Regions from separate parts of the Pan troglodytes genome. Here region 2 is linked to region 1. The links are chromatin contacts, called in public Hi-C maps. All regions are on one chromosome and are shown on one strand. Each heading gives the region's core, a stretch centred on a gene start, on an enhancer-like site or on the middle of the called end of the contact. The rest is flanking DNA. Distances are from core to core; before and after follow the strand shown. Region 1 holds the start of AFG2A (AFG2 AAA ATPase homolog A). Region 2 overlaps LOC129143765 (a long non-coding RNA gene).

Region 1 (3,904 bases), core at 1,297-3,796:
ACATATTGCCTGTTTATCCCTCTAACTTTAGTTGTTGGTAACAAAACATCAATAGTTCATGTTCTAAAAGAATATGAATAGTTGACTTCTTATTCCACCAAGAATATGGACTTCTTAGTCCATAAAGACTAAGAATAGCGGACTTCATGTGTAAATAGTCTCCCTTTATAGGCACTACCATTCAGTTAGTTTTGTTCAATTATAACAACAGAACCAGCAGGAGTTCTTCAAGGTAGCATAGTGCAGTAAGAAAGGTGTAGAGCCAGGGCAAGTAAATTTTTCTCTCTGTGCCTCACTACTGTCATCTTTAAAATAGGAATAATAATGCTATCTACCTCAAAGGGTTGTTAGGAGGATTAATTACTATTTATAAAGATCCTAAAACATCTACCATTAAGTGCAACAAAATTTGTTTTATTGAAAAAATATAACAAGTATTTGGTACTTAAGTTTACAAATTAGTTTCATCTTTGATCAACGCATCTATCCAGTAATTAGAGCTGGCGTTATTCACAAAAAGCAAGCTAAGAAGCAAATATTTTCGGTGGCAATTTGCCTAATGCCTGGCTAAGCACATGGCAGAACCTGGTACTTAAACCCAGAATGTGCACCTCCAAATCGCACAGCTTTCTGCTTTGCCATGCTGACTGGGGTAGTGCTTTGATCACCTGTTTGGTCATTGATAAGTATCAGTGGGTACAACACCTGTGTCTACCCACACACTGGAAGATAAAACGATTGATTCTCCTATTAGTGACACTGTTGCAGTCTAAGTGGGCTTGTCAGCAATTACTAGCAAGTAGGAGAGAAAATAATGTGAAGAGGTAAGAAGTCTGGGAATGAGGATGAGTAAACATTGAAATAACTAGCTCAATTATATTTACAGATATGCTTCTTGCCATATTGCTCAATAGGATAAAGATTATTTTGAGTTTCCAGTGTGAGAGATTTTTCCATAGTTGAATTTGCATGCTATGCCTTCAATTAGATTATAAAACCCTCAGAGGCCGTTTGAAAAACTGCTGCACCACTAAATCGACTTCTTCCAAAGTGAAGGCTCCTCCATCCAAGCTTTCTTATCATTGGGCTCAAGGTTGAAAGCCAGTAAAAAGTTTTCTTATTGAAGACTGAAACCACCCACCACCGTCCCTGGTTAATCATAAAAGAAGCGTTATTCTAAAAAACTCCAGTTCTTGCTGGGACAGCTGTTGACCCAATTTGTATACAAATGTGACACTCTGAACCTCTCTGGTTTAGTATTTGATAGCCCAACAGGGTGACTATATTCAATAAAGATTCAAGCTGGGTGCAGTGGCTCCTGCCTGTAATCCCAGCACTTTGAGGGGCCAAGGCGGGAGAATCAGTTGAGCCCGGGAGACTGAGACCAGCCTGGGCAACACAGTGAGACACCGTTTCTAGAAAAAATAGAAAAAAGCCAGATGCGCGCCTGTAGTCCTAGCTACCCAGGAGGCTGAGGTGGGAGGATTGCTTGAGCTCAGCGGTTGGAGGCTGCAGTGAACCCTGATCCTACCACTGCACTCTAGCCTGGGAGACAGAATGATACCCTGTCTCAAAAAAAAAAAAAAAACAAAAAAAAACAAACAAACAAAAAAAACAACAACCACCACCAAAAAAACTGTACATTTAAAAATAACTAAGAGTAACTGGATTATGGTTGAATGCTCGTGGTGATGAGTATCTCATTTACCCTGATGTAATTATTACACATTTATACCTCTATCAAAATAGCTCATATACCCCATAAACATACACACCTACTATGGACCCACAAAAATTAAAAATAAAAAAGAAAAGCCTCTTGGTCCACTCAGTCCACCACCCGTATTAGAATGTAAGAGTTTTTTTCCTTGGGAAAAGTGTCCGACAGAACCAAGGCTCGGTAAAGGATACTAATAATGTAATAATATAATATTAACAAACATCTACTGAGCTTTAAATACGTGGCAGGCACTGTGCTGTGCACTTTATGTGCATTATCCAAATTAACTCTCAGTAATTCCAGGAGTTCTTATTACCGGGGTCTGTGGAAGAGGAAATGGTGGTTTACGGCAATTTCCGAATGTCGCACACTAGAAAGTGGACCAGCAACCAGGGTTGCAGATCCCAAAGTCCGGATCTTCACCATTTCACCCAACCGCCTTAGAGACCTCCCAGCAAAAGGTCTAAGCACGAATGCTCCAGAAAACAGGTCCAGGTCACGCGTGCCTTCTCCCTTTCCCTCTGGGCTCGACAGTGGTGCACAGAGCGACTAGGGAGTGGGGGCCGCGGTTATTTCATTAGAAAAGCTCTGGAGCCCCGGGAGCCCTTCGTCCCAGGCGCACTTGCCCTGCAAGCCCTTCTGGAAGGCGGCAGCGTCCAGGCGGTCCAGCGCATCGAGCCGCGCCAGGCGCACCGAGATGCCCCCGAATCTGTCCAGCTCGCCCTGCAGATCGCAAGCTCCAACTGGCGGATTCCGCACGTAACCCTGTGCGCCCGAGGCCCAGCGGTAACCCGCCGAAGGCCCGGGGCCGTAGGTTCGGGCAAGCACCGCGCGCCAGCGGCCCCAGCTCAGTGGCTGCCGCATCTCCACGCCGCTTAATTCGTCCGTTCCCCAAATGACCCCTCCGCGCTCCAGAGCGGAGATCGCGGCCGTACATTTTAGAAGAGTGCCATCAATACCCTCAGAGTTGAGCTGGGGTTACCACTCTGCAGAGCTATGCCAAGGAGACCGCGAAGTGGTCCACCAGCCCTTCTCAGCAATTTGCCCCGCTCCAGTTAAGCGGGGAAAACCTCCTCCCCCACCGCCACCCACTTATTTTGTTTGGTAGTTTAATTCAACAGACGTTGGTTTAGGGATGGGGAAGCCGGGAGGAGATGCAAAAACGTCCTGTTTTTCAGGAATTTACAATCTAAGTGGCAGTTCCGTTCCTGGAACCTATCTTCTTTCACAGATGCCGTTACAGCTGTTTCAAAGACTGCTGGTTTTGAAAACGCTCAGTCCCTCCCACCACGCTGTGCACTGCTGCGCTCCACTCAGGGGATTACGGCGCAGGGGCGGACCCTCGCTGACTTCTGCCCCGGAAGTTTTTCTCTCAGTTGGAGCGCGCACATTGAGTCGGCTTTTCTACTGCTTCGGCTAGGGTACCTTGTGACCATGTCTTCCAAGAACAGAAAGCGGTTGAACCAAAGCGCGGAAAATGGTTCGCCCTTGCCCTCTGCTGCTTCCTCTTGTGCGGAGGCACGGGCTCCTTCTGCTGGATCAGACTTCGCGGCAACCTCCGGGACTCTGAGGGTGACCAACTTATTAGAAAAGGGTAAAGAATTCCGGGTGGGAGACTAGAGGCCGAGGGGGCGCAACCTGAGGGGCGGGAGACTCAGTGATACTGACTTGGGGTGCAGAGACTTTTGAAAGTTGGGCGTGGCATGGGTCTGAGAGCGGCACAGAAGCGTGTAAGACTTCTGTATGTAAGAAGCATGCAAACGTAGCCGCGCCTGCACTGGAGAAGTTAGGCTGAAATGGTTTATCCGTGTCCAAGGTTTCTCTTTTGTAAATTATTTTGAATTTTTAAGTTGCACTTGAAACGCTTTGTCTCATTTAACATTAACGACACATTTAATTGCAAAATTGTTCATAACTAGCGAACATGGGATACTTATCCTAAAAAACTAAATAACCAATTCAGTAAAAATGTGGATCACTCTGCCTTTAGGAGTGATGATAGCATTTTCTTCCAGTACTACGCAGGTTATGATATTTAATAACTGCTAGTAACTGCACACTAGTGTTAGCAGTATATATAGCTCATCTGATTTCTACAGAAGCCGTGACCGATGGGTATAGTAATGACAGTTTTATAGAGGGAGGAAAGTTAACGTGATTCCATTCAGGCTACACAGGTGCTAA
Region 2 (3,816 bases), core at 774-3,273, 1.2 Mb after region 1:
CTGCTAACAGCAATACCTAATATTTTGCCTTTCATGCTAATACATAAATATTTATTCATATATAATACATATATTTTTATATAGAGAGAGGGTATTGGAATAAAAAAATGTATGTTAGAACTAGGGCAGCAAGAATGGAAACAGAATTTTAAAAAATCACTGTTATGGCAGCCATTCTGAAGATACAGAGGGATGATCAACTTAAAATTTAATAATCCCTATGGCTTTGGCAGTTTATTATATCAGCAAGGGTTCACATGTACGGTGTTGTTTAATATTATAACTGCATATATTGTTATTGCAAAGAATATTAGAATATATTATACCTATTTAAGAAATTTGTTATATTCACTTTAATGAATTAATTCCTTACAAAAAAAGAATTACTAAATTGATCATGTTCAATGATTTTTCTAAATAAGTCTAAGAGTATTTGACTGATTCTTCATTGCTTTCCTAAAGGATTTACTCTGTCAAGTCATATAAAATATAAAATTTCTTTAGTTGTCAGGGTTAGTTCAGATTCTTTACTCTGTATGAGTAACAGATTGCAGTGTGTTTGTTCTTCATACCCATTTGTTTGTAGTGTACATGTGAAAAGTATTAATGCATAATGAGAAATAGTACAAGTACTTTCTTTTGCAGGTATCTTGATAATTTAAGAACTTCATAGGTAAATGAAGATTTAAAATATTAAAATTTGGGGGAAAATTAAATATACGTTTAATACATTTTATTTACACAGTATTTGAATATATTCTTCTTACAATATATATTTTCAAATTATCTATAAATCCCCTCATATCATCACCCTCAATCCTGAGTTCTGGGGAAAAAAATCAGTTTACTTTCTCATTATTTGTATATGTAGATTGGACCATATGAAATTGTCTTCCTTGTGGATTAAAAATAGGTGAATATCAGCAATTTCATGTGTTTCAATGTAGCATTTTAATATTTGCATTTAAAAAATAAATACCATTATACTCTACTTATCTAATAGAATTTGAGTTTTTGATCAAATGTCTTAGAAAACAATTCTTTTAATTAATACATGATATCCTGAGGCATAAAATAAGCCATTCTCTCAATAACTAACCTTTGGGTTGTGCTACTTTTTTCACTGTAACTTATTTTACATATGTCCTTGAACAAATGAGTAAGTGTTTCCCTAAGGTAAATTCTAGAGGTAAAACTGTTAGGTCCAAAAGAATACACATTCTTTTTACTAGTTATTGCCAAATGCCAGTTCCTATTTAAAATCTCACCAAAATGTGAAAAGCAAATGACCTTGCTTTTCTAAAACCTTACTACTTTATTTTCCTGTTTAATTTTTTGTCCTCATAAGTTAAAAGATAGTTGTTTGTTTTAGTTTATGTTCCTCCTATTATTAGTGATATTATCTATACTGTTTACTTAGACATTCGTGTAAATTGTACACACACACAAGTCTCTCTTACCTAAGAAATCCAAGACTTTTAAATATGAGCATTTTCTAAACATTCCAAACAGTTATGTATAAGGAGGAAATGGCTCCTACATGTAATGTCACTACTTTTACAGATGATTTAAGCTGTTCAATTCTTGGCAAGTGTTATTTTCAACCTTCCTTCCCCCTTCCTCATACAGGATCAGTTATAATTTATCAGCTCAGTAAGAGTTTCAGTCTTAAATGTGTTTCCTAAAAATGACTTATTTCTTCTTTAAAAAAAGGACTTTTTACTCTGGGCCAGAATATAGTGACTGAAGTTTATATTCACCCTGTATTTACTTTAAAATGAACTTTTTATAAATTTTGATAACTTTTCTAGAAATGCATTAACATGGAGATGTAACACAAACTTTCTGACTCAAACCACTTAGACAGGCAGGTTTGGCATCCTCCTGAAACTGAATAGGTATGGAAACTGTGCTTCTTGACCCCTAAACATTCTATCTCAAGTCTGTCTGTTGCTAGTACAAAGACAGGGGCTTCATGAATTTTATACCTGAGCCAGGCTTCAAAACTGGCTGGGAAAATGGAGTAAGAGTGACCTTTAGTGGCCACTTTGAGTAATCACAAAGTAATTTATGTCTCAAGGGGACGGATGGACATTCTGTTTGCATGACTTCTTAACACAGCAATGTAATAAGTTGGAACTGGCTAACCATGAAACATTTATTTGACTTTTTATGTCACTCTATTCTAACAGAAAATCAAAACCCTATGAGTCATTGTTCAGACAGCTGAAAAGGTAAATTTTTAATTGGTAAATGGAAATCTAGTCACACCTATTAAAGTGACTTTGGGGCTTCAATGCCTAAATCCGCTCACAAACAGATTTGGAAAAGTACCATTTAATTGAGGCAAAAATCCTTTGCTTTCCATGGGTTGATAAAAGCCACCTGGCAGTCTTTTGAACCTCAGAACTAAGCAGCAGGGGGAGGAGTTATGTATTAGCACCATATCTGATCTTAGAAAAGAAAGACTCTCTCCCAATGAGAATGAAAGTCACTATTAATGGGAATTAAATGTTCAAAACGTATATTTTTCTTTTTGTCAGGAATATTAGTGCTTACTTCTTTTCTATAATTCCACCTTAAGATGTAGAGAGCATCTCCATAATTAAGACATTTCACTCATAAAACCTAGGTATTGCTTTCTTAAATACATAGTTTCTCTCCAATAGAAGCACTTTCTGGTGAAAGATATATCAAACGCTTTATTTCTAATAAACCTCAAATAAAAATGTGACTAAGCAGTCAAATCAGCTAGCTCTTCTACATCCTCCTGAGTTCAATTAGCCCCTGGAAACTCAGGTGTATTTGCTGAGCTTGTTGCAAGGATAGATCCCCCAAATAGAGAGAAGCTGTCTATGCATGCCCTTTCTTTTCTCCCACATTCAACAAGTGGGAAAATACTTTCTTCTCCCATGGAAAAGGGTGAGTAGGGGCTGGAAAGAAGTCACGAGGGTGATTCTTGGGAATAAGGTTTCCTTCTACATTATTACAGACAGCCCAAATCTAAAACAACAAACAACATTTCCAAGTATACATTTGAAAGATTCTCTCCTCATAGCACACATTTGTTTTTAAAAAGCAACTACTATCTTAGTCACTGTTAACAGGGCACATTTACTTAAAAGATTTCACAGGAGTTGTCAGCATATTTAGATCACAGGCCTTTTTTTACAGGAAAGTGCACAGTTCATCTTTAGCTGCTAATATCTCAGAATATAGACTTCAAGACAAGAAATGATTGAAAAAGACAAAGATGATGTTTATATACTGGTAAGGAAACAATAAAGGAAGACATAACCATCATGAGGATGTATTCCATAATAAAACCTCAAAGTATATAACGTCACAACTAACAGAAATGCATGGAGAAATAGATATATTAACCATTGTAGTTAGAGATTTTTAACATTACCTTTCAGAAACCAAGAAATCAAACATAAGAAAAAAAGAAAAAAGGCAAACATAGCATATGTAAAAAATATAATGTGCAAGTTTAAACTATTAGATATTTATACAGCTGTAAACCTAACAAAGATAAAATATGCATTTTTATTATAAATTGATAATTCATAAAAATTGACTTCTACTATTGCTCAAAGGAATCTTCAATAAATTCCAAAAAAGCAAATAACATACTGACTAGGTTCTTTGGCCATAATATTATAAAATTAGAATGTAGCTAACAAAATTTTGTATTTATAAAAGCAATAATATGTGTTTCAGATTTCAAAAAGGAAATAATGAGGAAAATTATAAAATATTTAAAACTTAAAGAAAATGCATCTATGACATAAATGGTACTTAAAAATTTGAGCT

Evidence for each region. Hi-C and Micro-C count contacts between places; a contact is called where the count stands out from the background.
Region 2: a Hi-C map of stem cell-derived neural progenitor cells shows a contact between it and region 1, with 4 times the contacts expected there. The contact joins the enhancer-like site here to the promoter of AFG2A in region 1. A contact is called at or near these places in 1 of 7 Hi-C or Micro-C datasets (stem cell-derived neural progenitor cells) and 1 of 1 datasets of contacts at active chromatin or transcription factors (stem cell-derived excitatory neurons).

Annotation. Positions count from the first base shown.
Region 1 is chr3:124,098,541-124,102,444 of NHGRI_mPanTro3-v2.0_pri, forward strand. AFG2A (AFG2 AAA ATPase homolog A) reads left to right here and starts at 2,547. Exons shown (of 15, transcript XM_063809828.1): 1 at 2,547-3,314. The coding sequence starts at 3,155. NUDT6 (nudix hydrolase 6) reads right to left here and starts at 2,617. Exons shown (of 7, transcript XM_517426.9): 1 at 2,347-2,617. The coding sequence starts at 2,584.
Region 2 is chr3:125,297,263-125,301,078 of NHGRI_mPanTro3-v2.0_pri, forward strand. The region is part of intron 3 of LOC129143765 (a long non-coding RNA gene); the gene reads right to left. Among named protein-coding and RNA genes, the nearest start is that of ANKRD50, 600 kb to the right of the region's middle. Within about 2 kb of position 2,024, at least 1 of the 24 cell types and tissues checked has an H3K27ac peak or open chromatin away from gene starts, as enhancers often do. A contact at or near this core is called in stem cell-derived neural progenitor cells, where this site is marked.